Regions from separate parts of the Gasterosteus aculeatus genome. Here region 1 is linked to region 2. The links are chromatin contacts, called in public Hi-C maps. All regions are on one chromosome and are shown on one strand. Each heading gives the region's core, a stretch centred on a gene start, on an enhancer-like site or on the middle of the called end of the contact. The rest is flanking DNA. Distances are from core to core; before and after follow the strand shown.

What was found. A called contact is a pair of places that touch in the nucleus more often than the background predicts.
Region 1: a contact with region 2 is called in a Hi-C map of skeletal muscle, with 6 times the contacts expected there. The contact joins the promoter of bin2b here to the enhancer-like site in region 2. A contact is called at or near these places in 3 of 6 Hi-C or Micro-C datasets (skeletal muscle and tail fin).

What each region holds. Positions count from the first base shown.
Region 1 is chr17:18,006,507-18,011,684 of fGasAcu3.hap1.1, forward strand. It overlaps bin2b (bridging integrator 2b), which reads left to right and starts at 1,922. Exons shown (of 12, transcript XM_040204494.2): 1 at 1,922-2,252; 2 at 3,638-3,718; 3 at 4,431-4,485; 4 at 4,872-4,966. The coding sequence starts at 2,160. txnrd3 (thioredoxin reductase 3) reads right to left here and starts at 1,929. Exons shown (of 16, transcript XM_078091660.1): 1 at 1,800-1,929.
Region 2 is chr17:17,950,649-17,956,355 of fGasAcu3.hap1.1, forward strand. It overlaps phactr3b (phosphatase and actin regulator 3b), which reads left to right. Exons shown (of 13, transcript XM_040204500.2): 2 at 1,093-1,251; 3 at 1,341-1,415; 4 at 1,530-1,670; 5 at 2,077-2,322; 6 at 2,431-2,638; 7 at 2,792-2,982; 8 at 3,246-3,399. Among protein-coding and RNA genes, the nearest start is that of phactr3b, 15 kb to the left of the region's middle. Within about 2 kb of position 2,258, at least 1 of the 9 cell types and tissues checked has open chromatin away from gene starts, as enhancers often do.

The DNA of each region.
Region 1 (5,178 bases), core at 672-3,171, 56 kb after region 2:
TAATTAAAAGTATCAGGCGCGTGTTTTTATTAAAAACGACATGATGCTAATGAAATGACAGGCCTATAGCTGATCTACATTTAGGAAAAAAGTGAAGGCGAGAGGAGCATTTCTTTTTGCAGTGTATTACTGATAGCATTCAAGTTCAGAGCATGCCAGATGCATATTCCAACATGGCGTTATGACTTGTGGTTAAGTAGCGCCATCTGCCAGTGAAATAACGCAATGACAAGACACGGTGGTTTTATGTCTGATCCGACTATGTATCCCCACTATCACCTCCGTTAGCATTAACTTCCAAATGTTAATTTGGAGAATACTGTACTGTAGATATAATGCGGTGTGGAGACACCCCATTTAGACCACCTATCAAATAAATTCTGATACATAGTAAATATTTTACTATTGTCTCAAACAATGAGAAAGTGTGTCCAAACTTTTGACTGTTACTGTATATTTAGAAAATATCATTTCTAAATATCATTTAAATATTAATCATATGACTATTACTGTCATCATAACCCGACATTATGTCTTTGTGCTCACCCTCCCCACAGGCTTCTGTGGATGGTGGTTCTATCTGATGGTGGTTTTCCCTGCCGTACACCTGGCTCACTACTCACAATTATTTGAATCATTTCTGTTATATGAATGTAATGTATTGTACATCTTTTATATTGTTCATTCTGTCGCATGACATCTATTGTAGTCTGTCCATCCCGGGAGAGGGATCCTCCTCTGACGTTCTCCCTAAGGTTTCTTGCCTTTTCAACCCCATTTTCCCTATTTTTCATTTTTTGGGGAGTTTTTCCTGTGCCAATGTGAGGGTTTATGCACCTGCCTACTTTTGTTTAAGTAATTATTGCACACTTTCTGTAAATCCTATAAACTTCATTTCACTTCTTAAATATCACTGTGTTTGTCTGCTGTATGATATATTTAATTGAAATTGCTGTTCAATGATACATAAAGGAAAATCTTGAAAATGATCAGGGGTGCCCAAACTTTTTCCTTCCACTGTACATATATAATATTAAGCGAGATGCAACTCCCCCTAGTCCTTTTGTCTGTCTTCATGGTTGTTTTGTGCATTTATCTCATTTCTTTTTATAGTCACATTTGTTGTTGTTTTGTGTCTCTTTGTGGTCACGTTGTGTTTTTTGAGGTTATTTTGTGTCTTTTTGTAGTTCCATCGTTTTTCTTTGTGATCGTTTTGTTGTCTTGTAGTATTAATGCTGTGCCTCTTTGTGGTTGTTTTTTTTTGTTTTGTTTGTTGTCATGCTGTGTCCCTTTCTTTGACATTTAGCGGTTTCCCGTGGGGACTCTGGCTCTGTTGTATATTGCTTTTGAGTGTATAATGTAATATATAATATAATTTATTTTGTCTTATAGCAACAAACTGCCTGTACCAAAAGCATGAGGGGCTTTTACACACACATATATAATAATAATAATAATAATAATACAATATTTATGTCAGGAGGATGGGGAGCTACGGGTTAATAAAACAGGTAACTTCTATGTTACATTAGGAGCAAAACAAATCGTTTAAATAATAAACGGAAGTGTCAACAATGGCCAACTGGGAAAATTGTAGCCAAAGAGCTGAGCATACACGGCTGATGAAAGGCCTTATAAATCCATATCCGACATGGTGACGTGACAAGAAATCGCTTCATTTTAATTAATTTGTGATTCATGAAATCCAACAACAAGGAAAAAACCGGAACCTTTAAGTCGCACTCGAAGGCCGTCGCTGAATCAGAGACGCGTCATCGCAGAGACGCAATCAAACTCACCGCGTAATTAACAGGTGAGTGTGGTTGGATGACGTCACCGTCACGCGGACCTGTTTGTTCGACGGGTTCGGACGCGCAGAGACTTCCCGGTACTCCTTCTGCGACGGGCGTGAACCTCCTGTTCGGCGGGTTGCACTAAAAGCGCTTCCCTGCCTGTGTGTGCGTGTATGTGTGTGTGTGTGTGTGTGTGTGTGTGCGTGTGTGCGTGAGTGCGCGAGGGCGCGCGACAGTCGTGTTGTTGCTCCTCCTCCGTCCTGCCGCGGTGAACTTAAGCCGCTCGCGAGGCGCTCGCGCGACAGTCTCTCGTGAGGAAGCGGAGAAAAGGGGGAGGAAAATACGTTCTAAAGGAAAAAGTTAACGATGGCAGAGAACAAGGCGGGACCCAACCTCCAGGCTGGAGCTGGATTCCTCGCCAAACGGGTCCAGAAGTCTCTGAACCGAGCCCAGGAGAAGGTGAGTCTCAGTCCAGCTGGATCTGGCACGCCAGCCTCATCCAGCTGCCGCGTTGAACTCCTTGGATGCCTTTTCCTCGAGATCAGGCCTCCTGGAAGGTCTTCCATGTAGCAGAATGTGAGGCATGTCTGAGGGGAGGGTTCAGTTTCCAGCACTGAAACAAACGTGGACAAGCTGCTCATTCAGAGAGCGTTCAATCTATGCAAATGTTGTTTGCTTTAGCATGAATCTGGCAAATGAGTAAACCGGGACAACTTGGGAAACATGTTGTTGTGACGTAGTTTGGGTTTCCCATCTTACAGTTTCAACCCCGAGATGCAACGCACCCATGTGATAAAAGTCATGCAACGGAAAGTGAGAACCTGTGCGACGTGCTGGCTATGGTGTGGGTGAAAAAAGGTTGAATAAAACACCCCACTTAGCGAGGGAACCGCATGCTTTGTTTCCAACAGTCTACTTTTAAACGATCCGTTCTAAACCAGCAGTTTGGACTTTCCCCGTCCATCTGAGTGTAAAAGCGTTGTGCGCCGCTTCACAAAAAAAGCTGCCACTTCCTGACTGCACTTCCTCTCTCGCTTGGCTGAACCTTTTTCTCCCTCCAAGTTTGTGGTCGACTTGTTTGATTTCACTGCTCCACCTTCCAAACAGCAGCTACGCTCTGCGTGCAGCCTGTAGTCTGCAGGGTTTTTGAGGTCTGAGTGCATTTTTCATTGGCAATCCTGGAAAATGGATGCGATAAAACAAGACTTTTTGTTGCAGACTCAGAGTCGAAGGTCGCGCTGTCCGGGGGTATTCTGGTTCAACACCAACAGCTGCGTGCACAGTTGTCTGTGAGAGACAATGGAACGGTTGGCCTTGTGCGTAGGAGTTCGCGGGACTCTTATGTGGAGCACGGGACAGCTTGATCCTAACAGCCTATGCATCCCGATGCATCCTGACAACACTTATTTATTTCTGTCCCCCATCTAATTGGCTGACCTTTGCACTGATGTATCTGATGTGCGCTGTAATGGGGCAATGTGTCGGCCCACTCAGTGTTCGAGTCAGAAGGCGCACACCCCTTTAACGCTGTCATGAAAAATGGCAAAATCAATGCAGCAGAAGTGGAGACGACATTTCTCTTATCTTTCTGGTCCAAGCCCTCTTTCTGTCTTGTTGGAACCTGGTGCCTACATTACCCACAATGCAGTTGAAAATAGATTGAGACACTTGGATCGTGGAGCCTCTCGCCTGACTTTTCCACATATACAGCAGCCCCCCCCCCCCCCCCCCCCCCTTTGTTGAGTCCCATTGAGCTCCCTTCTAATCATTCGCTCTATAATAATCATCTCGTGCAAAGGAGCCGTTGTCTATTTAATGTTGCTGACTCTGCTTTCCTCCATCAGGTTCTTCAAAAACTGGGCAAAACCATGGAGACCAAGGATGAGCAGTTTGAGCTGTGTTTCCAGAGCCTCAACAAACAACAGGTAGTGAGACATGCGCAAACGTCAGGTGGTCTCCGGGAGCGGCGACCCCGCTGACCTTCTCTCAAAGGTCATGCATGGCGCTGGGCTTCATTTCACTTTTTTTTTTATAGTTAAACAGCATTTTCTTTTTTCTCTTTCGATGCCGCACCACCATTCCCAAGTTAAACGGGGCACTGCAGAGTCTTCAAAAACTATTGAGCTGTTAGTTCCTTCTGCTGAGGTGCCGATTCACGAGCTCAGCGATCTGCTCAGCCTTGACAACAGGAAACACTCGCAGCAAGATGTTCCTGCCTTATTTTCTTATCTGCTTCTCATAAATACTTTGTTTTGTCTCCAGCTTTCTTGGTACACACAAGCAGCCGTGATACTAAAATGAATTTTATACACGTGTATGCTCGTATTCATGAAGTCATCCAGTTTAACTGCAGTACATATTGGAGGGAGACCAACAGGAGGGAAGTCTACGCACGCCGCTTTCACTTTAACTGCACATTGCACGTGTGTTGATTTTAATTCAAACGCCACAATGTGGTTGGACAGCCGAGTATCGCGCGCTGCGTGCAGCTCTGAACTTGTCACGCTGAGTCGTGTTGTGAACAGAAGACGCCGAGGCGGCTGAGGAAGTGACCCAGCGCAAATGGATGGGGGCAACTGTTTCTGGGCGTTGCCGAAATCTGACCAACTTGCGCCTTCTGCTCTGCGTCCCTCACAGGTCGATGCAAGCAGGTTGTTCAAAGATGTCAAAGCCCACCACGCAGCAGTGAAAGGTAGGACGCAGCGCTGGACCAGAACGCCGCCCTTTAGCCCGGGAGAGTCTTGGAATAATGGGGAAGTGGAATTATTCTGTTCTCGGACCGCGTGTCGACTTTTGCAATTCTGCTGCCATCTTGTACGAGTAGAATCCTGCGGTAAAAACAGCCAACGCAGCATCGCACACGTGATTCGCCTGCAATAAAAAGCTCTTGCCTCTTGTATTGTGAGCTCCTAGCCAGGAAAAGCCCGTGTTGTTCTGACCTTCTCTGTGTGGGTGAAGCAACCCCACCTTAAAAAAAACCTCACCGACCACAAACGCAAGATAGGTTTCCTCAGGAGTCCAGATGATTCACTCTTTAAGCATTTCTTTTGTCCCGTAATGTCCGGTTCCCTTCCACAGCCGTGCATGAGACGTCCAAGCGTCTGTCGCAGACTCTGCGAGACGTCTACGAACCAGACTGGAACGGAGTGGAGGACCTCGCCGTCATCACAGAAGTACGTCTGTGAGAAAGTCTCAATCTGAGTTAACATGAAAATACACTCTTCCTTCACAAACGTCAACACACGTCTCATCCAGCTGAATAGTTAAACGGCTGCTCCGCTGCAGCGCGTTTCGGGTAGACCTTATTCCAGAAAACTATACACGGTGCAAGTGAAGCTGCTAAATACAAGATTGGGAGCATTTCTATTGCCGAGGCGCGGCTGTG
Region 2 (5,707 bases), core at 1,008-3,507:
CTTTGTGTGCAATTAAATTTGATTCCTTTGTGTTTTAGATTGACATTGACAAAAAAAAGCTTCACTTTAGGCTTCAGGATTTTACTGCGGTTATTTTTATTGGTTGACCATTTGAAAAAAATACATGGCAGGTTGAATAATATATAGAAAATATCTGTTAGTTGCGGCCGCAGCCCCTCCCCCGCCCTGGACCTTTCTTGACGTGAGCCCACCGATGACCTGTTTGACCGGCGTGTGTCCGCGAGGACGTCGCACCTACTCCACACAAACGAAGCCCCCCCCCCGGCCGCTCCCTGCAGCACGCTGCAGAACCGCTTTCCCCTTATTCTTAATATTCACTTTCCTCATTTTCCTCGGCGTTTGGCCTGCCCCCCACAAACGGGAATCCCACCGCCTGATCACGTCCCTCACCTGCGGAGCGGCTCGCTGCGTACCTGAGGGTTTGCGGGGATCAGCGCGTGTGTGTGATTTGTTTCCAGGAGGGATGTCAATGAGCAGATGTTGTGGATTTAGACGCAGGAGAGTGTTTGCGGCCCGCGGCTCGGCTGTAAGCTCCCTGAGGTGTCAGAGCCAGACTCTGTGTTTCTGTCTGTCCCGGCGATCCCTCCTCTACGGCTCAGACCGCAGACTTTGAGAGTGCTTGGAGGAGTCCAAGTAGGCGCTAAGAGGAATAGCCATTGATTGCCTGTCTCCATCTTTCGGGAGGCCTCAAAGGCCTCTGTGCAACGCCCCCTCCCCCACATTTGAAAACACTGGAATATATTCTGGCCACTACGTCAAAAAGCAAAGCGCGCGTAAACAGACGGGGCGAGTGGACGCAGCCGAGCGCCACCCAGCATGCCGCTGCGTCGACCTTAAAAGAAGCTGGAGCTTGTTGTATTTGTTCCCTGCATGTCTCTCTTTTTTTTATTTTTTTAAAAGCCACGTATTGTGAGTGTTTTTGGGGGGGGTGTTTGGGGGTGTTTGGCTGCCCTGAAACCACGTGAGTCGCTCACAAACAATGCGATCCTCTGTCTCCTCCCCGCTGCCGGTTAGACATTAGGCCGCGGCTCCAGAGTGACTCACGGCCGTCCTTCCTTTTCTGCGTGGTAGATGTGATGGACCAGCAGAGGGCGCTGCACTCGGGCTGCCTGGTGTCGGGAGTCCGGACGCCTCCCGTCCGCCGCAACAGCAAGCTGGCCAGCCTGGGACGCATCTTCAAGCCTTGGAAGTGGAGGAAAAAGAAAAACGAGAAGCTGAAGCCCCCCAGCGGTGAGCGGCGGAGGCGCACGTGGGATACTTGTTATTTTGTTTGTGCGTGCGTTGTGTCCGTTCCGTTAATTAGCGCTTGTGTTGTTTAGCCGGGGAGAAGAAGGCAGCTGCGCGGCAGAAGAGAGGTGACCTCGTCAGGAGGAGCCCTGGGGAGACGGAGACAGGTGCAGAAGGAGACACACACACACACACACACACACACACACATATGTGACTCCGGGCGGCCACATGATGCCACGCTGTGCCGGCTCACTCCCGCCCTCTTCCTCTGTGCACAGACTCGGATGTGGCTTGCGGGGGCAACGGCGAGGACGCAGACACGCCGACTCAGTCCGACGCCGAGGACCGAGACGAGGAGCCCGTGGCCCCGCTGGCCAGCACCAGCGAAGACCTGGGCAGCGATCTGGAGGCCTCGACAGGTAGAGAACAGGAGACGTGACACTCGATGGGTTTTTATGTCTAAAGGCCTTTAGACAGCAGGGGGGCTTTCCTGTTTCTTTGTGCTTTTACACTGAAGGCAAATATTGCCTTGCGAAATAAACATCATTTTTGTCTTTTATCTTGGACATATTGTTCTTGTCAGGGTTTGCCCCATTTTCAGGAAATCCAAGAGTAAACCCTTGGAGGTTTTAAATGAATGTCTTAAGTTTTGACTGTTGTGCATCAAAAGAAGACTCTTCTTTCTTTAGCCTCCTGCTAGTGATTTAAGATGAATTGCCGAGCGCTAAACTGGTGCCGCCGCGTCACATGTCCCTCCCCGTCCACCAGGGGGAGGCAGAGACCGAACAAGCCCAGCATCACCGTTGCTGCTGTGTCTCCTTTCAGTGCAAGATGTGACGGAGGACTCAAAGACGGCGGGAGATCCGAACCAGAGTGAGGACGGAGAGGACGAGAGCACCTCGCTGAGCGACCGCAGCGACGAGCGGCCCGCCGCGAAGGCGGAGCCTGCTGAAGGGAAGCGGGAGGCGGCGGCGGCGGCGGCGGTGCCGGCCCCCCCGCCCAGTCGGGTCGTCACTTCCCCTCCGCCCAAAGTGGCGGTCAAACCGCTCACCAGACTGGGAAGCCTTGACTGTGAGTCAAACACGGGCCGACCCCCCCGCCCCCCCCCCCCTCCACTCCCCTCGATGCAAAGCCCCTCCCCCCTGGTTTTTGCAGCAGTGTTTTTCTTTCCTCTCCCAGGTACGCCTTCGGTTCCAGTCAAGAAGTCCCCGGCCACCTTACCACGGAACTTCACTCTTCCCAAAGACCCCCACGGCTCCCTGTTGAGGGGCCGGATCCTCACACCCACCGGGTCCCCGCACCTCGGGGCGCTGCACTCACAGCTGCCCCCGAGCTGCATCATCGAGGAGCTGCACCGCGCCCTGGCCACCAAACACCGGCAGGACAGGTCAGACTTCCCCGCGCGCCGTTCGCTTCTCTTCCCAGAGACGATACTATCCATCTGCCGTAGATGACACTTTTCTATTTACACGAATAAAACGAGACCACCCTGATGGAAGTTGTAATCGACTCGGCTTGCCTTTGCCGTGTGTGCGGTTAGTTTCCAGGCGAAGGAGGCGCGCTCCTCCCTGAAGCGGCGCATGGACGGCCGTCTGTCCCGCACGTCCAGCACAGAGAGGGAGCCGGCCGGGGAGTCGGAGGGCAGGAAGCAGTCGGACGAGAACAAAGAGAACTGGCGCCTGGACGAGTACCTGAACGACCAGGACAGCTGGAACGACTCGGTCATCTCCGGTGGGTCAGCTGACCGTAGACGGCCCCCTTTTATTGTTACTATCCGCCGTGGTCGACTTACTATCCGCTGGCCTCATTCCGCTTGGTGGGGGTCGGCGGAGCACAGCGGCCTGCGCTTTAAAAAGATTATTTAACTAAATTACTGAATTATCAGTTAATTAGAATTTTCTACTCACCTGGAACAAATTTGTGAAAAGTGAATTTTGAATATCCATTCGCGGTTGGCGGCGCTGTCCCTAATCCCGCGCTGCTCCGCCCCACAGGGTCCCTCCCGCGCAGGATGAGGAAGGAGCTGCTGGCCGTGAAGCTCCGGAACCGACCCAGCAAGCAAGAGCTGGAGGACCGCAACATCTTCCCCGTGCGCAGCGACCAGGAGCGGCAGGAGATCCGCCAGCAGATCGAGACCAAGCTGGCCAAGTGAGTGCAGACCCCCCCCCCCCCCCCCCCCATGGCTCTCCCTCTCATCACACTACAACACTGTGGTAAAGCGTATTGCTGGCTGCTACAGCATCAGTCGTAAGCATTGGCTAACGTAGTGGCAGTTCAGGAGACGCGAGCTCTTTTTGGAGGAACATCTCCAAATGTGTTTCCTTACAGTTGAAGAGGAATCAACAAAATGCGCAGATAATAAATGAATAAAATGGCATTTCATAACTTCTCACCTTTGCTCACGACGCTACAAATGTCATCGCTCGGGGACATAATGGAAATCCTACGTGTTGGACACGACTGTGGTTTTTTCAGTTGGTGCTGGTGAGGATGACAAATCTAAAAACAGCAACGGCCCGTTTTTTCTTTCACGAGCTCCAGAATGTGACCTTGCAGATGGTTTCCTCACTGGAATGTTGTATACTCACACGTTTTTATTTCAAAATTCTCCAGCTGAATGAATGTTGTCCGTAGAGCTGTTTCAGTAGAAGTAATAACAGCAGTAATGTATAAAGTAGGTGAGAACAGAAAGTATTAATATTGAGTACAAGTACCTCCGAACTGTACTGAAGCACAGTAATTCAGTTAATGTCGTTGGTTGCTCTGCACCTCTGTGCAAGTCGAGATATGAGGCTCGGGATGATGATTCAGTTTAATGATTCAAATCATTTAATGAATGAAAAGCTGATAAATATTTATTCCCTCGGCCCAACAACAACCGTTTCATCGATGTTGGGAATAATGATTACATAACACGAAGGTCGGCAGCGGCGTCGATGAACCCACGTGTCCCGGGCGCGGTGTCAACCACACCCGGCGCCACGGCGGGTTAATTAGAGGGACGAGCACTTTGAACCGACCCCGATCCATTTAAAAAAATGTGAGCCTGAGCTCAGAGGGGGTGAATAAAGCTGCCGGGCCCGGCGTCGCTCTGCTCCACGTGGGCGCCGTTGTTCTCCTCCGTCCTCACCCGGGCATCTCGCAGCTGCTCGTCAATCTGGGGATTGCGTGTTTGTGCACGTGCGCACGGGCAGGAGCGGTCTCCAGGCACGCCTCGGTCCACGTGAGCCGCTCCGCCCGCACGTTGGGACGACTTCCGGCGGGCGGACGTGGAATAGCAGCAGCAGCAGCAAGCGGCGGTGGTGTGGCGTGAACTCAATTACTGAACTCCTGTACCTACCAGAGGGACGCTGCAGGCACTGTGGTCTGCAGCGAGCACCAAGGGGGTGCTTATGTAAACCTACCCTTACATAATGAAAACACAAGGCCGATCAATTGTGTGTCCCACGGAGGGGCGGGAGCAGGGTTGGCCGAGGTTTGGGGACAGTATAAAACCAGTGCTGGGTGAGGACGGGTCAGCGCGGTCACGTGGTCGGCTCAGTTCTGCGGTGACTGCTGACCGGAACAGTAAAGAGACACCAATTAGGCTCATATTCCGTATTCTTGTCCCTCGGACATGAGAATGAATGAGAGTATCATTGCGCTGCTGGAAATAGTCCCCATCCAGTACGCTAATGGCTGCAGTGCCCAGTTTGAAAGCACTGCTGATTGACAGTTTAAAATGTTTAAAAATCTGTTTTATTTTTACTTCCGTTGTAAACAAAAGTAAGATTCAGAGATGAACAATCTGTTAAGAAAATGGCTAAAACAACTGCATTTGAAACTTGTCGACACTAATAAAACAACATAGAAAGCCGTGAAATATCTTCCTCCTTGAGTGGCTTCGTATCAGCAGCAGTCGTTGAGTTGTCACAGTAAAAGAAAGGAGCTCACCAGAAATATAACATATATAAGAGATTCAGAAGCACCGCGGGGGACACGTTTACACCTCGGCCACACAAAACCCTTAAAGCACTAAACAAAGGAGTTTATCTTGGTATCTCATATGGGAGTGAAAGCAAAGCCGGGAGTGACGGTGGTGAAACCAACATGTTGCCGGTGGAAACGAAGCAGACGTTCTTAATGCTCTCGCGTCAAAGAGAGCTGCAGCATCCTGCTGTGTAGGTTAAAGCGTACAAGTTCTATTCTCACCCTATTCATCGGAGTATAACAGAGCGTGTTCAGTACTGTGAGATGTGGAAATGTCTCGCTGACTCTCTTCAATCGCAAGGCATCACAACGGTAGCCGCACATAACTGTGCTACTTGTGAGGGCAAAGCAAACATTTCATTTCTGTCTCTTCTCTGGAGACAATCCATGACGCACAGCGAGGGCTGGAATCAGAGGCTTGGGCTATTTACAGAATGATTCTGTGCCCCTTTTTGCACCACGAGGGGTGGAGGGGTGTGGGGGGTGG